Linked DNA regions of Sus scrofa: regions 2, 3, 4, 5, 6 and 7 are each linked to region 1. Evidence: chromatin contacts called from public Hi-C, promoter capture Hi-C and targeted proximity ligation data. All regions are on one chromosome and are shown on one strand. The core of a region is the stretch at or near the end of the contact, and the rest is flanking DNA. Distances in the headings are between cores, read along the strand shown. Region 1 holds the start of BTG1 (BTG anti-proliferation factor 1). Region 2 has its middle 170 kb from the start of PLEKHG7. Region 3 has its middle 150 kb from the start of PLEKHG7. Region 4 overlaps LOC102159120 (a long non-coding RNA gene). Region 5 overlaps LOC102159120 (a long non-coding RNA gene). Region 6 overlaps LOC110260821 (a long non-coding RNA gene). Region 7 holds the start of LOC106510426.

Region 1 (3,657 bases), core at 872-3,371:
AAAAGGATATGTGAGTTAAACTTTGTTCACTCTATTCAACTGATTTTAAAAAGATTTCAGAAAGGGTTCAGCTTCTGCATAGAAAGAAGGCTGTTAAAAGTAGTGTACATTTCATAATGTATGCAAATGTCAAATCATCACATAGTACACCTGAAACTAACATGGTTTTGTACATCAAGTATATGTCAATGAAAGAAAAAAAAGCAGTGGAGAAAAATAGGGACTGGGAGACGCGTCTGAGTTTAGATCCTAGTATTTTGTTAACAATTATTTCTGTTTTGTAGATGAGTCAATTTAAGCTCAAAATTATTGGGAGTCCAAGTTGGAGACCAGGCTTGGAGGTCAACAGATTTCTATTCTAGTTCTCAAATGACTGATGATTAAGGAAAGTGAATAGAGCAGATGATTAACGGTGGGTGGGGTTTAGAAGGATATCAGAAAATCTTGTTCTAGGGTTATGGTAATTTTAAGGATTTACTCCTGTTTCCCTATCTCCTTTTTCATTAGTAAAAGAGGTTTCACATCCTTAGTGAAATAATTACCACCACGTTTATTTATAAGCACAGTTCTATGTGAAAAGTTCTAGAAGGAAATATTACCATTATTTTTGATGCTTTTATCCAATGAAAGTACTTTCACAAGTCATGCTTTTAATACTATTTCTTAAAGTATTTATTTCACATATAACTACATAATTATTTTGTGTGAATGAAAAAATAACCTCAAAGTTGTTTCAAGCCCAGTTTTACATATTTCATGTGAACAATAAGATTTTTCCTTCTACTGCTTTATAGCAAATTCTACTTTTGCTTCATTTCTATACCCTTTGGCACAGTATTAAAACAAAACAAAACAAAACCTCAAAGTGGTGTGTTTTGCAATATTGATGACCAGCTAAGCTCAGGATATTTATTTCCATCTGGTAGAGTTCAACTTCTGCCTCTTGTTTGCTTTCTCCATCTGGCCGGCTCACCATCTTTTTTTTCTCCTCCTTAATGGAGTTCTGGTTAACCCTCTCTTAGGCCTAATCGTTTTAGCAAGTTCACGCCTTCCTATTTTTTCCTAGTTCAGCAAGTAGGGCTTAACTAAACAAATATCTGAGCAAATTTTATCTTTATTTTCTTGTTTTTATAAAGAGCAACAGAACTCTAAGGCTCAAACAGTTCAGTGGATTAGGAAAAAAAGGAAACAACCTTCTGTTTTGTGCAAAAAAGATGTAAAATGCATTATATAGGTTTCTTTTCTTTTACTAAACTTGTTATAATTACATTTATATTCAATAGCAGCCTTTCTTATCAGTTTTAAGCTGGTCAGTAAGGTCTCCACTTTTCTCTGACTCCTCAAGTTACTGAAACAGCAACCACAAAAGGCTTACTAACCTTTATTTATTTTGCAATTAAACTTTGACAAAGACATGCCCCAACCCTCCGCAAGGGTGGAAGGGAAACGGCTCCGAGGCGTTGGCTGCATGTTTGTGAGAACTGGGTTCCGAAAGCTGCAGGATGCCCCGCGAGAGCCGGTTCCCTCCACTTTTCCCCGCACTCCCAGCTTCCTCAGCACGGGTACCCGCATCCCGCTGCTCTGTATGCTCTTCCTTCCTGTGGAGCCAGGCACGTAGACTCAGCGTGGTGACGGGTTGTAAACACCGAGTACGCGAGCCGGCAGGTGCCTTGAGGCCAGATCCGTGCCGCAGGCGCGCGTGTAGACAGCCTGAGCGGGGCTGCTTTTATCTGCACAGCTCTGTCTCCTCGAGGCGAGCCCAGGCAGCGAACGCTTGCAGAGGATGCGCTGGCGCAGCTCCAGGAGTTGTTGGAGCAGGAAGGAGGAGTTAGGGCTAGGGGCGGGGCTTTCACACGCGCACCCTCTGTTTCCTCCATCCCGTTTTCCCCCCCGCTGGGCCGCCACTCGGGGGTTTATTTGTTTACAAGCGGATTACGTCAGCTCCTCCCTCTCCTCCCGGTCTCTGGGCACGCCCCCTGGCCCCTTTTCCCGCCCCCTTCGGCTCAGAATCTGCTTGCATCACAATGGTGCGATCTCCGGATTGGCTGGAGTCGTCCGTCACGCTCCAGCTACGCCACTTCCTTTTCTCTGCGCTATAAAAAGTGCCGCACGGCCGCTGCATCTCTTTGCCCGTCTGAGCTGGAAATGCAAGTGTTTGGAGCTTCGGAGGCTGCGGAGCTGGAGGCGGAGGCGGCCGGGGCGGTCCGAGCGATGTGACCAGGCCGCCGTCGCTCGTCTCTTCCTTTCTCCTGCCGCCTCCTGTCTCGAAAATAACTTTTTACTATAAAGAAGGGAGGAGAAAAAAGTAGCCGTCCACCGCTCACGCTCTCTCCCCCTCTCAGCCCACTGACCTGTGAGGGAGCCCGGGGTGGCCGCTCCGCCGTCGGGGCCGCACCGCCGAGCCCCGGCCGCCCCGGGCCGCCCCCGCCTGCCGCCCCCATGCATCCCTTCTACACCCGGGCCGCCACCATGATAGGCGAGATCGCCGCCGCCGTGTCCTTCATCTCCAAGTTTCTCCGCACCAAGGGGCTCACGAGCGAGCGACAGCTGCAGACCTTCAGCCAGAGCCTGCAGGAGCTGCTGGCAGGTGAGCGGGCGGCGGCAGGGCGGGGGGCGCCGAGGGACGCGGTGGCACATCTCTGGGCCGGGCCGTCGGGGACGCGGGAGTCTTGGCGGCACTGTGGGCAGGTCGCGCTCGGTTCCGGCAGCGGGACCGTGACTGGCGCGCCCGGCTGCCGCTAACGGCGGGTCCGGGACAGGGTTTGGGGGTGGGCCAAGGGCGCCCCCTCCCCCCACGGCTGGCAGACCAAGGGGACAGGAAAACAGACGCACAACAAAGAAACTGAAGCCGACCGAGGCGGGAGCCGCCGTCCTCGGACGGTCCGCGCATTTGGGGGACAAAGGAGCCGCCGGGCTAGGGTGGATTCGACGCCCCCTCCCCCCCATCCCGTCTAACCGTTGCGGGCCCGACGGCCGGGCCACGGGATGGGAAGGCGCGCCGCTGCCAGGGAGCCAGCCCGGGCCGGACGTGCAGTCTCTCCGCGCCTCCTACCCCTGTCCATTAATCATCGGATTTGTCACCGGTACAATTACTGCCCTGCCCAGAGCGTGGTTTAGGATGGCTTGTTCCATTCCCTTCGGGGCGAACAGTCCAGTGGCGCTCCTCTTCGAAGCCATAAACCCCATTGTGTGTGCGGCTGGGGTGGGGTGGAGAAAGTAAACAGGTTCCCGCCTGGCCACCGGTGCCACCCCGCTGCCCGGCTGGCGGAGGCTGCCCGCCGGATTGCCGTTTTGGCAACTCAACCGGTTGGTTCCCGGAGATTGTTCTGTACGGTGTACTACTGTTATTTCTCAAACCCTGCCCGCTCATTCCCCATCGCCTTACATGGACAGCCGCGGATTCAATGCTGGGTTTTTTTTTTTGTTTTTTTTTTTAAAGAAAGTTGCTAGTTTGCATTTTCCCTCAACGAAGCCAGCCGAAGAAAGAAACTACAGCGGGAGCCAGCAGTAACGATATCTAAGCGCTGTTTCTGTTTTTTTTCTTCTATAGAACATTATAAACACCACTGGTTCCCAGAAAAGCCGTGCAAAGGATCAGGTTACCGTTGTATTCGCATCAACCATAAAATGGATCCTCTGATTGGACAGGCAGCACAG
Region 2 (3,412 bases), core at 64-2,563, 330 kb before region 1:
TTGCTGTGGCTGTGGCATAGGCCAGCAGCAGCATCTCCAAATAGACCCATATGCCGCTGATGTGGTCCTAAAAAAAAAGACAAAGACCCCCCCCAAAAAAAAAAAATATATATATATATATATATATATATATGCTTGGCTCTCTTCCCAGATATATCAAATCAGAATCTCTGGGGCTGGGCTGCCAAAGCCATGTATTTAACAAGTTCTTAGGACAATTCCTATGCTTCCAGCCCTGTAAAACTCTGAAGATCTGAGTTTGGGGACCACTTACCAAAATAGCTTATTTAACACGGCAATACTATTATGTATGTTTTATTAACTGTGTTATATGTCAAGCTCATACAACCCAATCTAAAATTACTTAAAGAACTATTACTTCTTATAGTCTCAAAGTCAATCATAGTATTGTGTTCAAGCCTTTAATAAATCAGCATTTTTTAACCCTGAGTGCATTTTAGAATTTTTCTGGAGAGTTTTTAAAAAATGCTGATACCAGGTCCTCACTCTATACCAATTAAGTTAGAAACTTTACACACTAAGTCCTGGGTATTGACATTTAAAAAAAAAAATCTCTAATTGATTCTTATATGAATCCAGAAGAGAGACTCATTGGCTTAAATATTTGCTGTTGATGAGAATGAGCGAGCACAACTGTTATCTTCCTGGAACCAACAAGCACCTTTTGATAATTCCTTCCATTTGTATGGTTATCTTCAGTGTTCAGAGTGCTTTCGTCTGTCCACATAAATCTTGTAAACCTCTGCAAGAGGCCTTAGAGATGGTTTATGCCAGAGGTCAGCAAACATTTCCTGTAAAGGATTAGATAGTAAATATTTTAGGCTTCGTGAACCTTGTGTCACAACTGCATTAACTAGAATGGAAGCAGCCTTAGGCAATATGTAAATGAACAGGCATGGGGTGTGTTCCAATTAACTTTATTTACAAAACAGGTTGGAGTTGGATTTGGCCCTCAGGCTGTCGTTTGCTAACCCCTGGTCTAAACCAACACTCTAGTTTTACAGATGGGGAAATCGAAAGGTCCAATGGGTGTTGTGATTTGACTCAGATTTTATAGCTAGAAAAAGGCAAAAATATGCCTGAAGTTCAAATATTTAGACTTAAAAAAAAATCAGTGAATAGTGTTTTTAAAAATTCAAGCATTGAAAAGAGGGTTTTCACTAACAAATCATTATAAATCAACTCTAGTTCGATTTAAGAGAAAAAAAAATCAGGGTCTTCTCATTCTTGCCTTCTGTGTTTGTCTGGACTTAACTGTGTCTAGGTGACCTTGTGCATGTTTATTACTCTGTCCCTACTGCAAGCTCCTGGAGACTAGAGCTTGAACTTGTTCAGTGTTCTGTCCCCAGGGGCAGGGTGCAAAGTAGTGCCCAGTACCTGTCAGTGAATTGAATATATCAGAGCCATGCATTTGGAGCTCAGTTTCATGTATTTATCTCAAGACAGCCTAACCCTGGCTAGTTCATTGACTTCCTTAACTAACTTTTGCTAATATCTAGCTTTACTAGCCAAGGGCTGGTGCTCTTTGTAACTTCAAATAGTATTTATATAATGACAGAAAAAGTCACAGTGGATAAAGCAAAGGTCAAAAGTCTAATTATTTTTTAATACATCCACCTTCATATTTGCCCAGAAAACTATAAGAAGTCACTGTGAGCACTCTTCTTCCTGATTTGTTTGCTCTTCACTTTTTCCCTCTGTGCAGCATGCAGGACACTCCACGGGCAATGTGTTTCTCTCATCTGTTACATCCAGAAGCGCCCTCCCACCCTCACTGCCCCTAACCGCTGTGCAGACTCACCAGTTTGACCTTGGGAGGTACTGTTTACAGTTGGGTGAACTTGGGACTTTCCCTTTTGAGTCAAGCTGAGCAAATGGACAAGAAAACCCTGCAGAACCTGTTCAGCGATTTCAGACTGTAAGCAAGCAGCTCAGAGGGAATGGGGGTAGAGAGTACTTTATGACCCCAATTAACGTCTTCTCTCCCAAGGTTGTCAACACACCAGGCTGAGCAGCAGCCTGAGAAAGTGGCTCGCTTCCCAGGCAGGTTTGCTGGTTGGCCTCCAAGTAACACCACCCTGGGTGCTTGCTTAATGCAGGTGCAATGGGCTATCATCTTATGTCTTTGCCTTTTCAAAACTTGTTTTTCACACGCATATATATGCCCCTTCACACATTCATAGTTACTAATATCTCAGTGTGGAAAAAGAGAAGACAGAATGTTATGGTCATATGAGGGCAAACATCTTTCAAAAGGGAACTCATACTGGGGAAGACTGGGTCAAATGCTTGGGAAATAAGTGAGGAGGACAATTTAGCCATCAAATCTACGATGTGGCTCTAATGTCATATCATTTGCATGGCCACTGTACAGAACCACATTATTTGACCTTTAAAGTTTGTACATTGATAAATAATTTGAAAGATAGCAAAAAAAAAAAAATGTAGTTCTCAACTTCTCCCTGTTGACAGACATTTGAGGAGAAAGGACACTGCATGTATATGTCATGGAATGAATGCATGAATGACGCTTACATTTTTAAATAATGAAGATTCCTGATGAGTGGAATGGATGACACCTTTTATATGGATTCCGAGAGGAGGATTTTCTGTATGGAATGGAATTGCTAGAAAGTGGTGTTTGAGTTAGGGCTTGAAGGATGGATTTCCACAGTAGAGAGGAGGGTTAAGACCAGACAGACCAAACTGAAGGCTCAATCAACAGGGGCATAAGGGAAGTGCCATCTGGCTGGAGCAGGGCATTTTTTTCAAGGCATGGTGGTGCCTTGGTTGCAGAGTTAGGTGGAGGTGGCTGTGGGAAACTGAGTAATGGTATGGTGAAATCTCTGGGCCTTGGTTCAAATCCCAGCTCTGCTACTCTCGAACTATAACTTGGGGAAATTAGTTTAATCTCCCTGGACCTCAAATTAGTAAAATTGGCTAATAAAAGTGTCCGTCTCATGGGTTTCTTTGATGATTCAATGTGATAATCCACGTTAAACTCTCTGTGCGATGCTTGGCACACAATAAGCACCCAGTCAATAACAGCTACTACATTACGGCAGGTCCTGAAGGTCCTGGGATTTATAATTCCCCAGACAAGCTAGTACTCATCTTTCTTAGTCATTTGCTTGTGACCTAAAAAATCTCTTTGCAGACTACCGCTTCTTTCCACTCTTGTCTGTGATTCTTGTCCCCATCTGGAGAGCTGTTCCATGGGCTCACAGTGGGATACTCTGAGAGTAAACATGATAACTAAACATCACGAGTCAGGACTTTGGAGCTCTCATCCCACTGCTATGCCTGACATGTTCTCCGTGCCTTTGACTGTCTAGATTTTACGTCTATAAAATGGCCTTTGATGCTGATACAGAGAGTGAATCAGTATCAC
Region 3 (3,913 bases), core at 331-2,830, 350 kb before region 1:
TTAGTTTGTAGATGTTTGTTTTGGCTTACAGACTCTTCTGGAAAATTTTGAGCCTCAAAGAGGAAATGTTGCATAAATATTCTGACTTCAAGCTCCTTTAAAGAACATAAGACCGGACAACCCTTGGCCCTCAGAGCTTCGTGGCAACAGTGACAAGCACTGAGTGTGTGACCACTTTAGGTGGTACACACACTTGCCGTTTCCTCAGTCTTCCTCCTCGTTATTGCCCCTCAAGCAAGCTTCACTTACCACCTGTCATCATGTTGGTACTGCTGCATTCCGTATGCGGGAGAATTATTTCTTTGTATCCCTGTCTTGATTACAAATGAAACTTAGACCAAGAGAACCATCTGCTTTTCCTCAAACTCAGCAGGTGCCGTATTTCTTGGTGCCTGTGGACATTTAAATTCCCCCCACTCCTACTTTTTCTTTCTTTCTTTCTTTCTTTCTTTTTTGCTTTTTAGGGCCGCATATGGAGGTTCCCAGGCCAGGGGTCCAATCAGAACTATAGCTGCAGCCTACACTGCAGCCACAGCAACATCAGAACCGAACTGTGTCTGCGACCTACACCACAGCTCATGGCAATGCCAGCTCCTTAATCCACTGAGCAAGGCCAGGGATGGAACCCACAACCTCATGGTTCCTAGTCAGATTTGTTTCCACTGTGCCACGATGGCAACTCCCCCCCCCACTTTGGAGGAGACAAAACGAGTCCTGTGCCCCAGTGGTCAGTGGCCTAGAATAGGTTGACTTCGTCAACTTCAAACGCTCAGTGAGAATAGGACATGCTTTATACATTGTGAACCCCCCACCTTGATAGGCATGGAGAGCTGAGTCTACAATAGATTTTTAGTCAAAGATATAAAAAATGCTGGTTCTATCCTTCCAAATGTAGGACTTACCTGTTTTTAATTGCTGCCCAATTTATTAAGCATGTCTACCATATTAAGCAAAATAGATGTAAGGTGGTCCTCGCCCCAGAGAACGTGTGTTACTCATTCCTTCCCAGGTCAGATAAGTCAGTCTTGCCATCTCCAAACCAGGGCTCCTTACGTATTAGCAAGAGCACACAAATTAATTTTGAACTTCTCCTAAACATTTATAAACATGTCAAGTAATGCAGACATCTCTGGTATGATATGAGTCCTGGGCTGTGATGCAAGAAACCACTTTATTTTACAGAATTAGCATGTTCCCACAAGACAGAGTGTAAATCATGTCACACGTTGAGAGTACTAAAGGAACTCACTGGGGGAACTTGTGATGAATCATCTTGTGAAGCAGAGAATTTGAATGTAATATACAAAATCCTTCATTAAGATATACCTTTTGCTAGAGCAAGGTATTCTCTTCGGATTTAACAAAGTACATATGCATCATATATGTGATATGACGCCAAGATGTCCATTTCCTCATCTGTAACTGAAATTGGTTGATTTTTGTGCTTGCATTTCATGTCCCGGTCTGTAGTTTTTGACTTGCTTTCTTTTCTTCTTTCACATGTTGTCAGGGTGACTAAGCCTTGTTACAAGTCACCTCTTCAGCTCAGACTCAGCCAGCAGAGGGTACTGTTAGAGCACTTAAGTGGATTTCCCATCTTTGTCTTATCCATGCAGAGAAACAATATCCGAGTAATAGACAGGGACGATATTCAATAGGCAAGGTGCTGGCAAGATAATAGACATCAGCGATCGTGTTTCAGCATCATTTTGCAGGAAATTCCCTTTGTTCTCTGCTGCTCACAAAGGACATTCCACGCAAAATGTACCTGTAGTTCCTGGTGATAAATGTCTGTGAAAGGCAGATGAAGAAGGATGGTGGTTGTGGAGTCAAATCTGCCTTTAAATTTGCGAGGTACTTATCCTTTTTAGGTTTAGGGTTCTTAATCAAGATATCAGCCCCATGTGTTCTCAGCTTGCTAGTGAATGATAATGAATAATTCCTGCCGTAGCAAGTGACATAATAAAATAATCAGGCAGGCGTGCACATTGTAAATCAATGAGCACAGATGTCTCCAAATGGAGGGGACATTTGAAGATACTTTGCATCTTGCTGGTTTTGGAACACTTGAGAGGGAGTGACTGTTTATCAAATAAAGTGAGCATCTCCCCATTCTGAAGTCAAGATCAGCATTAAATATATTGTAGGAGGAGATTTTGTCCCTTAATGTTTACATAAATTTGATGAATTTGTGTATAATAGTGGGTCACATGTTTTAAAAAAGTACGCATTTGTATTTTTATATTAATAATTTTAAACATTTTTATCAAAGCAGAAACCACATATGGTAACAACAACAAAAAAAGATAAAAGCACTTGCACTGAAAAGCAGTAGTTCTCTGTCTACTCCTTCTTAGCTTCAGTCTCTTCTCAGATATAGCATAACTCTTTTTTTTTCTTTTTCAGCTACCCCGATGGCATGTGGAAGTTCCCAGACCAGGGATCGAATCCGAGCCGGAGCTACGACTTGTGCTACAGCTGCAGCAATACCAGATCCTTAACCCATTGCGCCTGGCCAGGGATCAAAGCGGCGCCTCTACAGAGACAAGCCAGATCATTAACATACTGGGCCACATTGGGAACTCCCTAATTTTCATTTTATAGTGGGGTTTTTGTTTGTTTGTTTTGGTTATTTACCTATATATGTCTCAGCACTACTTATACTGCTAAATCTTGGGTTATTAGTTTTAGATGTTATAGATTATCTTCCTATGCTGATTGATGAGAATATAACTTAAGTCACACAATACCTCCTTAGTCTTATCTCTACTTCAGGCTTGTATTGGTTACCTCTGCACCTTTAGATAAAATACTTATTCCTTTTGCAGCTTTATGTGAAACACCTCTTCTTTTAACAATGTACAACTTATTTTGCATCCTTATTAATTTATTTTTTTACTTTATTTTTTATGGCCACACCTGCGGGATATGGAGGTTCCCAGGCTAGGGGTCAAATCAGAGCTGTAGCCACTGGCCTACACCACAGCCACAGCCACGCGGTATCCGAGCCCAGTCTTTGACCTACACCATAGCTCACGGCAACGTCGGATCCTTAATCCACTGCGTAAGGCCAGGGTTCGAACCTGCGTCCTCATGGATGCTTGTCAGATTCCTTTCCGCTGAGCCACATGGGAACTCCGCATCCCTGTCTTCTCAGCTTTTCTCTCCACTTTTCCTTCCCAGTCGGTACCTCTTATAATCTCTATCACTACAATGTCAAGATTAACATTTGCCTTCTACTTTCTCATCGTAATTCTACCATTTTTGCCTATAGGTAGAATCCAAAATTGTAAGCCAACAAATAGTGTTACCATTGGGACTCATCTTGTTTATTGCAGTGTCACATAGCATATTATTATACTTCTTATACAGCTTTTACTTTTTCTGGATTTCAAATTACCTCTTTTTTTTCCTTATGCTACTTGCTACTTGCCTTGCTTGTGTTTCTTGTTCATTTTTCACAATTTGTTCAGAGCTTTTGTTCAGTTTTTCCAGAAACTACTTTCTTTTGAAGCTCTTCATCTTGCGCCTCTTATCTGCTCTTGTTATGTAGGCTGGCCGACAGCGATCAGCTTGATGTGACTTTTCATTGTTTCCTGGTTCTGGAGATCAGGTCTTTTGCTTTCTTTGTTTACTTTTTCTTTTGCTGCAGTACATACTCGTCAAAATTCTTAAGAAATGATATGTAAGATGCAACTTTTCTAATTCTTTGAATGTATAAAGCACCTGTAAGTGTGGTCTATGTTCACACTTGAATAATAATTTAATTTGGTCCATATAGAAAATATAAAATTCCTCAGAATTTTAAAGACATTGTTCCTTTTTCTTGAGCATCAGTATTGCTGATGTGACATTTCATGCCAGCTTGATTCTCATCCTTTGATGATCTGCTTTTTCTTTCTGCTTTTTTCTT
Region 4 (3,856 bases), core at 261-2,760, 300 kb after region 1:
TGGCCATTTTAATGATATTAATTCTTCCAATTCAGGATCATGAGATATCTTTCCATTTCTTTGAATCCTCTTTAAAAAAAGAAAGAAATCTCAATGTTAAAAAAACTTGCTTAAGCATATGCTATTTTTAATAAAACTTAGGCAAGTCTAGTTAGCCTATCAACAACAACAACAACAACAACAACAAAAACAATGCAAATAAAAGTACAAAAGTCAGTATGACGGATAACTTGCACTGGAGCCACAGACAGGAGGACAGAAGAGAAGAGTATGTTAATATACATTTAAACAATTGTCAGTGTTCTAGTTCTTGGCCTGGATGTTGGGTTCACAGATATTTATTAGTTATTGAAATGAATGAGTGAACAAACAACTAAGTAAAATAAAAGATGGCTCACACATGGATCAGTGTTGAAAGTTGTGTCACGACTCACAAATTAATTCAAATCTGTATACCACAGGTTCATTTAAAAACCAAGCAAGAGAATAAAAAAATTCAAAAAGCTAAAGTTGATTTTATCTGTTTAATTTTTTAATTTTTCCAGCTGGAGAAATAAAAGGCATAATGAATCTATTGTACATGCTTAAAAATAGCAATTGAATGGAAATTTATTTTTGGAGGATTTACAATCTAATGTCATTACTAGCAATCGCAGGATGTGTGGCACACAGTTTAGTACTTGCCTCTTCTAAATCCAGCTTTTATTAGAATTTTGTTTGTGATGAGGGGATGGGCAGGAATGTTCCCTCAGAGAGATGCTGTTTCATTAACATAATATATAGATCATTCTGTCCGTAGAGACTGATTCTTCTATGTGATACTATTAGGTTTTTATCTTTTAATGATGATTTTGTTTCTTGTAACTTCCTGTTGTTCCCATTACAATTATATCTTTATAAAAGAAGCAGAGTTACTGCAGTCTATGTGAAGGTGACATTATAATTATTACCTTTATTAGGCAATCAGGATTCAGGCTACCCAGACTGAATGAACTAGAAAAACTGGACAGTCATTTACTTTATGTGATTTATATCATCTTGATCCAAATAATTTAAACTATTAAACTAGGAGCTTAGAACCATATCTCAATAGGGAATTATGTTCTTCATAAATATAATTCAGACCCTCTGGTCTCCCATGTTGAATGATGAAAATGTCCAAGGTAGTAAAAACTTATGGTTGGAACAGACCTCAGATGAGGTATCACAAAGATCAGAGTCTCAAGTGAGTGCATGTGTGTTCGGAGTTTTCTGGTGGGGAGAGCACTCTACAGATACAGGTCGGAATATCTCTGTGCTCTTTCCCCAAGTACCTGTATGAATAGAAACAGCTCAACATTTTTGTTTCCTTCAGGCCTTTATTACAAATTGTAGGGTTTAAAAAAAAAATCTCTTTCTATTCCTTTCTGCTAGTGTCCTACATGAAAATACTGGAGCCCCAGGACGGGGCTTACCACTGCATTGCTTGTATTGCAGTGCCAGCTCCAAGGCCAGACAGCAAATATACGCTGAATGACTGACTAGCCCCATTAGGCAGTGAAGCTGCTTTAGCAATCAGTCTCCTAAAATAGGGTTATTTACTTGTTGAAAACATGCTTTTCACATTGGCTTAGCTCTTTAATTGACACAGGCCCACTGCCACTCTGCTGTGACACAGATCCCTTTCTGAACACTCCCCAGCTTTTCTGACCTCCATTTCACATGGAGACACATTGACAACCACATCCATTTTCATTCAACGGCACTGCCCTGCCTTACCCCTACCTCTACATTGCAATTCTTTGATTCTTTATTATAGATCTAACATGCCCCAGCCTGGTCTGGGAGTCCTTGGCTTTAGATTATAAATAGGGCTGCAACTCAAGTGGAATCTTGTTTGTTTACTAGACTGCTTTTGAGGTTGTTCAAACCCAAATAGCCAGAGGAGAGATGGAAACTTAATTTGTTTCAGGCTTCAGTGCCTGGAGGCAAGGCAGACTCTCAGTTTCCCATGAGCAGACAACTAAATGTTTTCAACCTGGGTGAGCAAAAAAGACTTTGTATACAAGCCATACAGGCATTTCCCAACAAGTTCAGCTCAGATTCAAATGACAGTTACCTGTCATACACTGAATGAGATCCAGCTACCCAGGGAGTTGAGCAATTGTTTGCTTGTTCAATACATTAATCCTCGACTTAAACAGAGGCACACATTACAGAAAGTACAGCAAACACTCCATGTGCCAAACATGATGAGGCTTCTTCCTGCTCTTCTCTGCCCTTACCTTCACCAATCCCTACTGGAATAACAAGTTCTAAAGTTCTTTCTGCTGTCCTGGAAGCTGTTATTGTGGAGACAAAAAGCTATAGTTAGGGCAAATTGAATTGTTATGCAAGACTGAAGCCAGTTGTTTGGAAGAAGGAATCTCAGGCAAGAATTAAGTTGGAAATTTTAATGTGTTAAGTGACATAATATGAAAGAATTACTGTTTTGTGAACCATGTAGAAAGAAAGATGGTAAACTGAGTGTGTCCCAAACAATTTAATTTAATTCAGTGCAGAAATTACTTTTTGAACACCAATCATGAAGCCTTAAATTAGACTACATGTTAGATATTGAATGAGAAGAGAACAGATTCTTCTCAGGAAGTCTATAGTTTGAATATTAATTCACACAGGCCAATGTAATACCTGTAATTAACACAGATACCAGCAAATAATAGGCATTAATAAATTTTATGCCATTGCATTATTATTGTATTGTGTTATTATTATTATTATTGTGACAAGTATTATACTACTGCTATGCAGTGAAAAATATTATAGGGCTGTCTTCATATTTTTATTTTGCCCATGGGAGGCTTATAAGAGAAAGCAATACAGTAACTGACTCTTTTTTTTTTTTTTGTCTTTTAGTAACTGATTCTTGAATGGTGATCCTGCCAGCAGGAAGAAGGAAAGGACATTAAGATAGAAGGAATGGCATATACAAAACATCCATGGCATAAAGAAACAACCAGTTCAGTGGCAAGAAATATCCAGATCCTTCTTGGTAGGCCAGGGTACTTTTGGCAAGAGAACATTCCTCTGTACTAAGGTCCAGACCTAGTAGTCCTTGTCCAGGGTAGACCAGATCCTTCTTGGTAGGCCAGGGTACTTTTGGCAAGAGAACATTCCACTGCACTAAGGTCCAGACCTAGTAGTCCTTGTCCAGGGTAGGATAACTTGAGACAGTATAGGGAGGTTTTGAAACACAGTAAAAGAATGCATCCAAAGTAAGCAAAAAGCAATGCCAGTGGTCAAGTCTGAAGAGCCAGCTGAAGCTGTGGGTGGGCTAATGAGTAATGCAGTAAAAAGTAATAGGGATTGAAGTGTGTCAAACGCAGATCTAGAAATAAGTTGGAGGGAAGGGCATTTTATTTCGATCGTGATTGGCACCACTGAAAGTGGATGAGAGACAAGAAGGAAAAGTACCAGTTAGAAAGCACTGCAAAATTTAAGTAGATGATAACGACCTGAAATAAGACAGCAATACTGGGTTCAAGTGTGAGAAAAATTTAGGAAGCAAACTGCATCACACTTGATAAACAATGGATATGTGATTGAGAAGATAGTTGTAAAAATGCTGCCGTGGTGCCCAGGAACAACACCTTGCAGAGTTTGGGATACAGACTAAACCTGTGACTGGTATATATTGACCCAACAGCTAGAGCATCAGGAGTCTGAGAAGCAAAGAAAGGAAGTAACATTAGCCTCTATCATCATTCTTAATGAACAACCCATCTGTTTGTTTATATTTCCCGTCACCTTTGGTTCTGCCAAATTAGAGGTCCAAATTCTCAGTGGGGGAATGTTTGTATTAGTGGACATATAAGTC
Region 5 (3,714 bases), core at 59-2,558, 260 kb after region 1:
TTCATTACAAAAGTCCTCTAAGAAAAGTTAAAACCAGTTAATGAACAGAAACAAAATGTAGAACATTTTTAAAAACTCCTTGATACCTTTCAAATCATGAGTGTATTTTTGTAACTTGTGTTTCACATGCCATTTTGCGAGAAAACCAATGCTGGCCTTATAAGCATCCTACCACTGTAAACGAGACCCCCTTGGGGGAAATTTATGGCTTCTCACAATACAGTCTCTAATATTTAGGCTCCAACTCTGGAAGGCAATATTATCTCTTTATCCTATGAGACTAGCAGGCTGACCAAACCAAGTCTGAAAAATTTAGATGACGTTTAAAGAAGTCAGACTGTGCTGGGCAGATAACTTTAGTACAAGTCTAAAATAGAATCAGGAACATTGGAGCTGTTCTACTTCTGAACATGGAGACATTCTGCCAAGACATGTGTCATCACTATAATGAGTGCACTGGAGGCTGGGACGAGTGTTGGAAAGTCCCCCAGTGAGGGGGCTGCCAAGAGGTGCTTCTCTGAGACCTTTCCTCCAGGTAACCAGGCTACTATCAAATTTAGCTCATACATGATTCTAAGAAGTAAGAACAGAGAAAATATTCCACACTAGAAAAAATGGTAAGTTTCTCTATAGTCTTGGTTTATTTCCAATAAGTCTTGACTTCTTTTTCCATCCTACCCTTCCTTCCAGAGCTAAAAAGAAGTTCAATTTAGAATAGGGCTTGCCATGAGCACCTACACAAATCCAATAATCGGATGATTATTTCAGCTTGGTTAATTAAGTGGATAAGGTTCAAAACCATGGAATCGAGTCAAATATAACGGGGACTTTATATCCACCACATTTTGTAAGTTCAGAGGAACAACTGGAACAAGTGGATTTTAATATTACAGATGCTCTTTGTCATTGTCTGCAAGTTTATCTGAATGGTACAAACTAAATGGATGAGTTTTTGAAAGAAGCGGGTGTTCAAGTGATACCAAATGACAAAGTGTATTAAATCACCATGTGGTGTGTGGCACCAGCTCCTGGCCCTCATGAGGGAAATAAGCCTGGCCCACATGTGGTGGTCGTTGGCAGAACTCATGTACACATCTCCTTTCTGCTGAAAAAGAACAGACATCTATTGGAAACAAACTGAAAAAGACACATCCTCTTTGATATGTCACTGAAAGGGAAAATTAATGTGATTGTAAGGCAACAGGATGTGGGTGTGTGACTCACAATGTAAGCGGCCCACATGATGCATGTTGACATCAGCGCTGTGGGGACATTTCCTTGGGTTTCACACCAGCAGCCGTTGAACGGGCTCCTTAGAGCAGCCCCACACACGCAGCATCAAGCAAGACTTCGTGGCTCTGTCTCTCCCACGGCCCTGGTGTCCACAGAGTCTTAGGGGAGAGCTGACGTTGCTCAACAACCCTCCCTTCCTCCGTGACCTGCTTCTTCCTCCAACCATTTGCACCGCTGCCATGCTCCAAGCTGCCCGGGAAGAAGAGCGAGGGCTGCGGGAGCCCTGCTCACTATCCAGCTCCCTGAGAGATAAGAGCAGCCGTTTCTTTCCCCATCCTTGTCCCAACCCGCTTTGTAATGATGGGAAGATGTTGCTCCCCAAAATACAGCTGAGGCTAGAAGCCATATGTGTGCTCGCCTCTATCCTGTGGACCTTATCTCTCTCTTCCTGATCGGGTTCTTCTGCGGTACAGGTTGTTCTGCCTCTCGTAATTATTGTTTGTGTACAAACCTTATTCCTCCTCTTTGAAATAGGGAACACGATCTACTCATCTTTTTATTGTCTGCAGCAGCTATAAAAGGCCCTAAAAATAAATGTTTATTAAGTTGAATAAACAGAAGCGTTTGAATAGAAAACAATAGGTACATTAACTAATCAACAATTTACGGAGTGTCACCTATGTTCTAAGCACTGTCCAAATTCTAAGTGTCACGAGTGTGAATACTCTAAATTCTTGCTCTCAATTAAGTCATTTGAGAGAGAGAGAGAGAGATCCCAGGGTGTAGTGGAATACAGAACAGGAAGGAATGTAGTCAGCCTAGGGCAATCAGTCCAGGCTTCTGGCAGAGGATGAGCTGACTTGGGTCCTGAAGGATGGGTGATATTCAAGAGGCAGAAAAAAGGAAACGGGCATTCCAGACAATATGAGCATTCTTTGCAAAGCCACAGTCATGGAAGTACAGTTTTAATTAGGAAACTAAGGACAGTTGAGACTGCAGCATTGAGAGGAACAGGGAAAGAAGGGACAGAGGAGAGGTTATTTACTTTCTATGGCTACATCACAAATGATCACAGACTTGGTGACTTAAAACATCCCATGTTTTTTATGTCAAGGTTTCTGTGGATTAACTGAGTCCTCTGCTCAGGCTGAAATTGCAGAGCTGCTTGGGCCTATGATCTCTTGGAGACTGAGGCGCCTCTTCCAGGCTCACAGAATTGTTGGCTAAATTCATTTCTTTGAGGCTGTATGATCCAGAATTTTTTTTTTTTTTTTTTTCTTGCTAGCTATTGACTGAAGACTACTCTAAGCTCCTGGAGGTCACCCTCAGGTCCTTGCCACATGGGTGGTCCATAGGCTCTGTCACAACATGCCAATTTGTTTCACTTCTGAGGTCACCTGGAGGGCATCCCCGTAACACTTCCCCTGTCTCGTAAAGACCTCACCTGATTAGGTGTGGCCCATCCAGGCTATTCTCTCTTTAAATTAGCTCAGAGTCAAGTGGTACATAACTAGAGATACACCATAATATTCACTATCCCTGCCCCATATTCAAAGGAGGGTATCAGAGCAGGGCATATCTGCAGGGGATTGAAATCTTGTCACTGTTTTAGTATTATTCCTATCACAGAGGAAGCAGCGGGAATAGTGGAGGAAAAAACCCCAAAAAACTGGGGTCCAAAACTTGAGTCTTTTCTGAGCCCTGCCACGTGTTATCCATCCACAGTTGGGTCCCTTCACAGATATAAATTCTTACACCTATAAAATGGGATGAACCTCATAGAGGTGGTCTCAGTAGTAAATGCAATCATATACCATAAAAAACTCATATACCCCTCTGGATATAGATGCTTGGTGTAAAGGACTTTGAGAGCCATGCTGAGGAACGCACGCTTTTCTCTCCAGGGCAGAGACTTCCCAGCGAAGTCTCCCGGAAGGGAAGAAACATGATGAGATTTCCTTTTTTTGCACTGGGCCCTGAGGTTCAGCGATCTGGCCTCAATCCAACACTAAGGACTTGGTAATCATTTCAAGGAGGTTTTTATTATGGAAAATTTCAAAGATATCCAAAGTAAACAAAGTAGTGGAACGTCTCCCCAAGTGCTGATCTCTGGGCTTCAACAGCATCAGCATTCTGCCGTCTGTCCTTGTTTCATCTATGTCTTTTCCTTCTTCCTGTTCCCCCCAACTTTATTATTTCTTTATACAGGTCTTTTTAAGGTTAGTTTCACCTTTTTAATATTAGTATCAAAATGTACTAATATTAACTATATAATTTTGACGAACTGATACACCCAAGAACCCCACACGCCTATCAAGACTTACAATAGGAAGTTCCCCCATACCTCTTCCCGTTCAGCCCTTCTCACCTTCCTCAGAGACAGCCACAGCTTCCAATCTTTACCCATAATTGAGTTTTATCAGTTTTAGAACTTCATGCAAATGGAATCACACAGCATGTACTCTTTTGGGTCCTTTTCCC
Region 6 (3,432 bases), core at 30-2,529, 380 kb before region 1:
TCAGTTTTATGGCCAGAAGACGTGGTGGACAACTTCATTTTCTAGTGGAGAGAGATGGTGATTTTTATAACTTAGAAGTGTTTGTCAAGGAACTGCAGAATCCACAGCTGAACAAGAGGAAAAACAGGTCAGATTCAAAGAATGGCTGTGAATTTACCCTGAGATGTTTGCTAGGAGTGTGAAAACGAATTGAGATAGCAAGTGAATGCCTGCTTATTTGTTAATATGTGGGTAGACTCATGGAAAGAGTTGGAAATGTTTGAGGTCATCCAGCCTAGGTGTTTTCAAACACTTTATTCTTTAAAATAGCACAAGTTAAAAAATAAACTTTTTTTTTTTTTTTTTTTTTTTTTTTTTTGTTCAACTTCAGTGTAAAACAGGGAAAAGCAAAAGTGGTTGTGTCGGAAGAGGAAGTGGGGAGTTGAGAGCAGGACCCTCGTGGGTTTGTGTCTCTCTCCACCCACCTGGTTTTTCCATGAGACACCACTGTGCTAAGGACTCGGTTAGAAAACCTCCTCATTTCATAAACAGGGGGTAGGATGACTTACCTAGAATCGTTCAGTTAGGTACGAGGTACACCCGCTCCCTGGGCACTGATGTTTCCCTTACGTCAGACGTGGAGTCTCAGTGGTGATCCCCGTTTCCCGAGCCGCCTCTAACCCTTCCTACTTGTCATGTCAGCAGGGTTCTATTTCTCATATTCTTCTTTCCCTATTACTTAATAGACTTCATCCCCGTCACTGCAGTTCTCATAACAAAACTTAAACAAAAACATATTTGGCTCCATATATCCATGAGTCGAAGTAGGAAGATGGGCTCTGACTTCCTCAGCAGCTGCTGCTCTCAGACGTCCCTTGTGACCAGGGCCCCCCTCCCCAGTTCCATGACCAATACGTAGTGGGAGGGGGGCAGGGAGGTGGAATCTGTGTTGTCATCTAGTATTGTACTCCCCTGCCATGTGACAGAGTAGAGTAATGAGAAACTCTCTGCAGGTCTTGGGTTTTTGAATGCTGCTGTCTTTCTCAGAACTGACATTGTCTCTGGCCTCTGATAAATGATACATTCTCATATCCTGTTTTGTGAGATTTTTTAATCTTGTGTAGCTAATAAGCAGACTCTTACAAAGCATGATAGCATCTATCACCTGAATAAAAGAAGTGGCAATTGTATATGCATTTCTAGGGATCGTCGATTTTTTACACTCAGGGAATTTCTCGTTATTTTTTGCTATTGTAATGAGGAAGTTGCTGCCAGGAGTGGTGAAGAGCTGTGTCAGTGAGTCAGCAAGTTGGCGGCGTGAACTCAGTCCTCCTTGCTCAAGACCCATTGTTCCTACCACCCTGTTTGGTTTGATCGAAAAAACATGCACTTGCTTCCTCTAGTGCAAAATATCCGTGAGAATGAGAGAGAGAGATTTTCCTGTTTCTTGGAGGGGAAGGGTAGGAATAAAGACCCTCATTTATAGGAGATTGGCTTTTTTAAATGGCTTGCCAGCACCTTTAGTCTTTGTTTGGTCTGAGAGGGTAGGTACTGTTTCCTCCTAGGAGTTTAGGCATTTTATCAGTAGATCTGGTTGCAGTTTTTACATTAATGAATGCATCCTTTATCTTTTACATGGAATAAGATTCAGTTTGGTCCATTGGTTCAAATACTATTAAGGTTATAGGTTGGAACTCCTTTGAGCTAATTCGTGAAAACCAGACCCATGGCCACTGATTTCACCATCAAATACGGGCAGCCGTCATGCTCATTGGGACGATAGGTCTCTGCAAATCTAATCATCTGTCTTGGGGAGATGAAGTAACCTATATATGACAGTGATGAGAGGGGGAGCCTTCACTGTATTAGCTTCATCTTCAAAGAGTAGATTGTTGTTATTTTTCCTATCTTTGTAAGCAGTCTGTTAGAGGTTAGGAGTTTGGCCTCTGGAGCTGGACTGCCTGGGTCTGAATCCCAGGCCTGCTTTTTATTGGCCGTATGACCTTCATTGAGTTAGGCAACCTCACGATGCCCATTTTTTTGCATTTGTAGGGTAGGTTAATACGAGTAACCACCACAGGGTGTTCTGAAGATTAAACAAATAAATACATACAGCTGCTGAAATAGTCTGGCATAGAGTTAGTGCTTAATAAATATTACCTATTATTCTCTAAACTCAGATACACATCAAACTTCTAATTGTTTCAAACTGTGACATGATAAGTGTTGTTTGAAGCAGTTACATTTTTTTTTTTTTTGTCTTTTTTGGGGCCATACCTGCGGCATATGGAGGTTCCCAGGCTAGGGGTCCAGTTGGAGCTGTGGCTGCCAGCTTATGCCAGAGCCACAGCAACGCAGGATCCGAGCTGTGTCTGCAACATACACCACAGCTCATGGCAACGCTGGATCCTTGACCCACTGAGCAAGGCCAGGGATCAAACCCATGTCCTCATGGATGCTAGTTGGGTTTGTTAACCCCTGAGCCACAGCAGGAACTTCCAGAAGCAGTTACATTTTGGAATGATTTGTTACACAGTCAGAGATAACCAGTTTACACACTAACCATAATTAAGAGTCATCACTGATATTGGAGATAGTCTAGGTAGGGCATATCTCTTTTTTTGGTCTTTCTGTCTTTTCTAGGGCTGCACCTGCAGCATATGGAGGTTCCCAGGCTAGGGGTCTAATTGGAGCTGTAGCCACTGGCCTACGCCACAGCCACAGAGCAACACCAGATCCAAGCTGCATCTGCAACCTACACCATAGCTCACAGCAACGCCTACGCAAGGCCAGGGATCGAACCTGCAACCTCATGGTTCCTAGTCGGATTCGTTAACCACTGAGCCATGATGGCAACTCCTCATGTTTTTTCATGTACTCATTCAGTAAGCATTTGCTATGTCCTAAGCTTTGTGGACACAAAAGTTAACTTTATAAGAAAGACACTGAACTTACTTTGTTGGACAAAGTGAGCTTGAAAAATTTGTGGCAGACTTATTCAACTTCCCTAATTTACCCTATGACTTGTTAAATGTTTAATTCAAATAGTTTATTAAAAATGTAATTAAATATCTTTGCTCTATTAAAAGATGAACAAAACCCCCTTGTAATTGTTTTAGTGGATTTCAGCAGCCATCTCACTTTCTTTGTTCAGGATGCTCTAAGACATCCATGGCCAAGCACTAAGAGCCTCTTCTGGGCTGGCTTTGTTTGTTAGAGACCGGAGTTGGTGGAAGGTCTATTTTCTGTGACTTGATTCATTCGATGTGCATTATTGAGTGTAATGAACATGGCACACCCCAAGCTGAGTGAACTAGGGCGGCAGGGAGAGGAGGGTGAGGACAGAAACCTGTGAGAAATGGTTTCAGCCCTTAGAGGTCTGGGTGGTGAGGGGTGGGGTAGGGCGGGGATGAAAATAAGCGAGGAATGGTCTTACCTCCTGTCTGAAGAGCT
Region 7 (3,507 bases), core at 11-2,510, 290 kb before region 1:
ATTGAGGTCTGAATCGGAGAGCTTCCTGGGGCTGCTGAGTGTGATCACGCTTAATTTCAATCAAGTAGCAGAGTCCATTTCAATCCATATTTTCACACCAACAGGGTGAATCTGCATAGTATCTGAACTGAGGCTGGTTTTTGAATGACTAGCCTGGCTAATGTGCATGTTACTTTTTCAAAAGAGAATGTGTTTAATAGTTCAGAAACATCCTCTTGCTGATCCCAGAATCATCTCGAGAATCCGGAATAGGAGGGTCTGAAAGGATGGCTCCCTCCCAGGGTTCCCTCTCAGCCCTCAGCCCTAGCTGGGTCTAAGCCCTGCTGAAATCTGTCTTCTTTTCAATTTCCTGATACCTTGACTTCCGAGCTCACCTCGATTTTCTTTGTCTTCCTAGCACCTGACCAGTCATTCTCTGTGTTTCATTGGTTTGTTTCCTCTTCCAGACCTTTGAATTAAAGTAGTTTCCCACGGTTTGGTGTCTGGTTATATCATAGGATGCTTGTGCCCAATGAAGCCTGGACTTCCAGGGCCCCATGATGACAGAGAAGTTCCCGATTTCATGTCAAGACAGAACAACTTGTAGAGACAAAGAAGGCCACCTCCTGTCAGGCCTCCGTAGAAGCTTCCCAATGGACTTGTCAAATCTCATCACGTGGATGTGGGTCTCTGGCACGTTTCCCACAGGGTGGGAGTGACTCTTATTGGCTTATACTGACGAGGATCCACTCTGTGAATCCAGAAACAGCTTGGAGTGGCTTGTGGCTGAGAGGAGGTAGGGTGACCATGGAACCAAGTAAGAGGTCAGGTAGGAAGGTCAAAATCCAAAACGGGTTGGGAACCAATCGTGTCTACTCTACTGCTCTTCTTCATCTTTCCTTGAAAAGTCATGGACTCCCAAGATTGGAATTCCCTCGATGGAAATTAATCTCATCATTGTCTTTGGCCAGCACTCCTCCTGATTTCTAGTTACACATTCACATGTTGTTGCCTCTAATCCAACTATGTAGTTGAAATTCAGTTTCTCTTTCCTCTTCCCTGCTTCCCTCAAACTCAGTTCTCTTGACCTCCCAGTCTCTGTAGCGGCATCATTCTCCTTATCATGTAGGCTTCCTCTTCGCCAGCTCCCTTCCCCTTGTCTCTGTTAAATTATTCATCAAGTCCTGTTGATTTTTCTTTGGGGAGATTCCTCTCCTTCCTCTTTTGTTCCACTCACCAAAGCTAGCTGCTTGACAGGTCTCTCTTCTTTTAGTCTCTTCATCCTGTAAACTGACACCATGTATGTCTTCAAACTAACGCTTCAATCATATCGTCCCTTTACGAAAAAAAATCTGTATTCCTGTTCTCTAAGATTTAGCACCAACTCCTTAGCCTCAAGGTGGCCTTCCTCAATCTGATTCCAACCTACTGTTTCAGATATTTCTTCTGCTAATTATAAACCCTTCAGCAACCATAAAGTTCCTCTCATAGTCCCTCCAGACACATCTCCTACTTAGAAAGAGTGAGGTAGATTGGATTCCGCAGCTTGCCGCTGGCTACCTGCAAGCCTTTGAGCACATTACTTCACTTTTTGGAGCCTCAGATTTTTAAACTATAAAATGAAGTTTAGGTGAGGCATGAATAAGAATATTCTTAGGCTGTTTATTACCTTGGCATATTTAATAGGAATGATTATCTCTGTACTCATCCAGTATTTTGGTCAATGCATTAATTATCTGTTTTGCTGCTGCATAACAAATTACCTCGAAAACTTAATGGCTGAAGATAATATTTATCTCATAGTTTCAGTAGGTCAAGAACCTGGATGTGGCTTAGCTGGTAATTTTGGCTCAAGAATTGTTTTTTCATCTTTTGTCTTTTTGGGGTCACACCGGTGGCATATGGAGGTTCCCAGGCTAGGGGTTGAATCAGAGCTGAAGCCGCCGGCCTACGCCAGAGCCACAACAACATGGGATCTGAGCCACGTCTGCAACCTACACCACAGCTCATGGCAACGCCAGATCCTTAACCCACTGAGTGAAGCCAGGGATCAAACCCACATCCTCATGGATGCTATCGGTTTCGTTAACCACTGAGCCACGACGGGAACTCTAGGCTCAAGAATTTTAAATGAGATTTCTCTCAAGTTGTTGGCTGGGACTTGGATCTTATCCAAAATCTCAGCTGAGATGGGGAATCTAATTCCAAGCTCACTCATGTGGTGTTGGCAGTTCTGGGTCCCTCTGCACAGGGCTAGATCATAACATAGCAGTGACTTTCTGCAGGATGACTGATCCAAGAGCGAGCATGAGTACACCCAAGACACAAGCCACATTTTTTATGACCTAATTTCAGAAATGACATTCTTTTTAACAATTTTTTAAATTAAAATTACAGTATCTTATTGTTGATTTTTAATTGAGATGAACTTCACAGAACCAAAAATTGAACCATTTTAAAGTGTACAATTCACTGGTGTTTTGTACATTCCAGTGTTTGCTACCCCCACCTCTATCTAGTCTTAAATCTTTTCATTACCCCCAAAGAAAACCCAGTATCCACTAGGAGACACGCCCTCTTCTCCCTCTTCCTAGTTCCTAGCAGCCACTAAATGTTTTCATCTTTGTGGATTTAGCTATTATGGATATTTTGGAGTTCTGTTGTGATGCAGCAGAAACAAATCCGACTGTCATCCAGGAGGATACTACTTAACTTTCTTTTTTTAGTGTCCTTATATTGAGTGTCAGTAAATGCAAGGCATCTGCTAGGGGCTGGGAAATGGTTGAATAAGATATGGGCCCTCCTTGTAGGATTCACAACTGGTTGGGGAAGTGGACCTTTAAAAGTAACGACAGTGGTGGAGTTCCCGTCATGGCTCAGCAGAAATGAATCCGATTAGTATCCATGAGGTCGCAGGTTCGATCCCTGGCCTGCTCAGTGGGTTTAGGATCCAGTGTTGCCATGAGCTGTGGTATAGGTCACAGACGCAGCTTAGACCTGGTGTGGCTGTGCCTGAGGTGTAGGTTGGCAGCTGTAGCTCCAATTTGACCCCTGGCTTGGGAACTTCCATATGCCATGGGTTTAACCCCAAAAGGCAGACACACACACACACACACACACCAGAAAAAAACAAAAACAGAAACAAAACCCAGCTATTATGGATAGTTCATATAAAGTGGATCATACACTGTATGGTTTTTTGTGTCTGGCCTCTGTTACTTAGCAGAATGTCTTCAAGATTCATTCATGGCGTAGCAAGTATGAGTAAGCACCAATCTACTCATTAGAAGTGAACCAATAAGTCCAGCCAGTACTCAAAGGGAGGAGATGATAACGGGTGTGAATACCAGTGGGTGAGCATCACTGGCGGCCGTCTTAGAGGGCATCTACCACAGTCAAGGACTCCTAGGTGACAGGAAGTTAACACAAATTAATGGGAAATTTATTGGAAGAATATGCAAGCATCATGTAAAAGTGAAAAACAAGATGCAGAAACAAAGGGCCTCAGAAACTGCACATGGTACATAA

What was found. Promoter capture Hi-C pulls out the DNA fragments that hold promoters and counts their contacts. A called contact is a pair of places that touch in the nucleus more often than the background predicts.
Region 2: a promoter capture Hi-C map of liver shows a contact between it and region 1, with 3 times the contacts expected there. A contact is called at or near these places in 1 of 5 promoter capture datasets (liver), 5 of 47 Hi-C or Micro-C datasets (blood, embryonic fibroblasts, liver and 1 more) and 1 of 2 datasets of targeted methods (alveolar macrophages).
Region 3: a targeted proximity ligation map of alveolar macrophages shows a contact between it and region 1. A contact is called at or near these places in 4 of 5 promoter capture datasets (fetal liver, fetal skeletal muscle, liver and 1 more), 21 of 47 Hi-C or Micro-C datasets (adipocytes, alveolar macrophages, blood and 13 more) and 2 of 2 datasets of targeted methods (alveolar macrophages and skeletal muscle).
Region 4: a promoter capture Hi-C map of fetal liver shows a contact between it and region 1, with 5 times the contacts expected there. A contact is called at or near these places in 3 of 5 promoter capture datasets (fetal liver, fetal skeletal muscle and liver), 14 of 47 Hi-C or Micro-C datasets (alveolar macrophages, blood, brain and 9 more) and 2 of 2 datasets of targeted methods (alveolar macrophages and skeletal muscle).
Region 5: a Hi-C map of skeletal muscle shows a contact between it and region 1, with 2.4 times the contacts expected there. A contact is called at or near these places in 6 of 47 Hi-C or Micro-C datasets (embryonic fibroblasts, fibroblasts, heart right ventricle and 2 more) and 2 of 2 datasets of targeted methods (alveolar macrophages and skeletal muscle).
Region 6: a contact with region 1 is called in a targeted proximity ligation map of alveolar macrophages. A contact is called at or near these places in 3 of 5 promoter capture datasets (fetal skeletal muscle, liver and skeletal muscle), 4 of 47 Hi-C or Micro-C datasets (embryonic fibroblasts, epiblast stem cells, liver and 1 more) and 2 of 2 datasets of targeted methods (alveolar macrophages and skeletal muscle).
Region 7: a targeted proximity ligation map of skeletal muscle shows a contact between it and region 1, with 6 times the contacts expected there. A contact is called at or near these places in 5 of 47 Hi-C or Micro-C datasets (embryonic fibroblasts, fibroblasts, mesenteric adipose tissue and 2 more) and 2 of 2 datasets of targeted methods (alveolar macrophages and skeletal muscle).

The regions. Positions count from the first base shown.
Region 1 is chr5:90,813,073-90,816,729 of Sscrofa11.1, forward strand. It overlaps BTG1 (BTG anti-proliferation factor 1), which reads left to right and starts at 2,122. Exons shown (of 2, transcript NM_001099936.1): 1 at 2,122-2,587; 2 at 3,551-3,657. The coding sequence starts at 2,440. The region is part of intron 3 of LOC106510428 (a long non-coding RNA gene); the gene reads left to right.
Region 2 is chr5:90,483,183-90,486,594 of Sscrofa11.1, forward strand. No RefSeq gene overlaps it. Among named protein-coding and RNA genes, the nearest start is that of PLEKHG7, 170 kb to the left of the region's middle.
Region 3 is chr5:90,461,096-90,465,008 of Sscrofa11.1, forward strand. No RefSeq gene overlaps it. Among named protein-coding and RNA genes, the nearest start is that of PLEKHG7, 150 kb to the left of the region's middle.
Region 4 is chr5:91,110,616-91,114,471 of Sscrofa11.1, forward strand. LOC102159120 (a long non-coding RNA gene) reads left to right here. Exons shown (of 9, transcript XR_002344338.1): 9 at 2,896-3,856. Among named protein-coding and RNA genes, the nearest start is that of BTG1, 300 kb to the left of the region's middle.
Region 5 is chr5:91,071,618-91,075,331 of Sscrofa11.1, forward strand. All of the region lies in intron 3 of LOC102159120 (a long non-coding RNA gene), which reads left to right. Among named protein-coding and RNA genes, the nearest start is that of BTG1, 260 kb to the left of the region's middle.
Region 6 is chr5:90,437,427-90,440,858 of Sscrofa11.1, forward strand. It overlaps LOC110260821 (a long non-coding RNA gene), which reads left to right. Exons shown (of 3, transcript XR_002344330.1): 1 at 1-127. Among named protein-coding and RNA genes, the nearest start is that of PLEKHG7, 130 kb to the left of the region's middle.
Region 7 is chr5:90,523,021-90,526,527 of Sscrofa11.1, forward strand. It overlaps LOC106510426, which reads right to left and starts at 1,261. Exons shown (of 7, transcript XM_021091262.1): 1 at 1,217-1,261. The coding sequence starts at 1,261.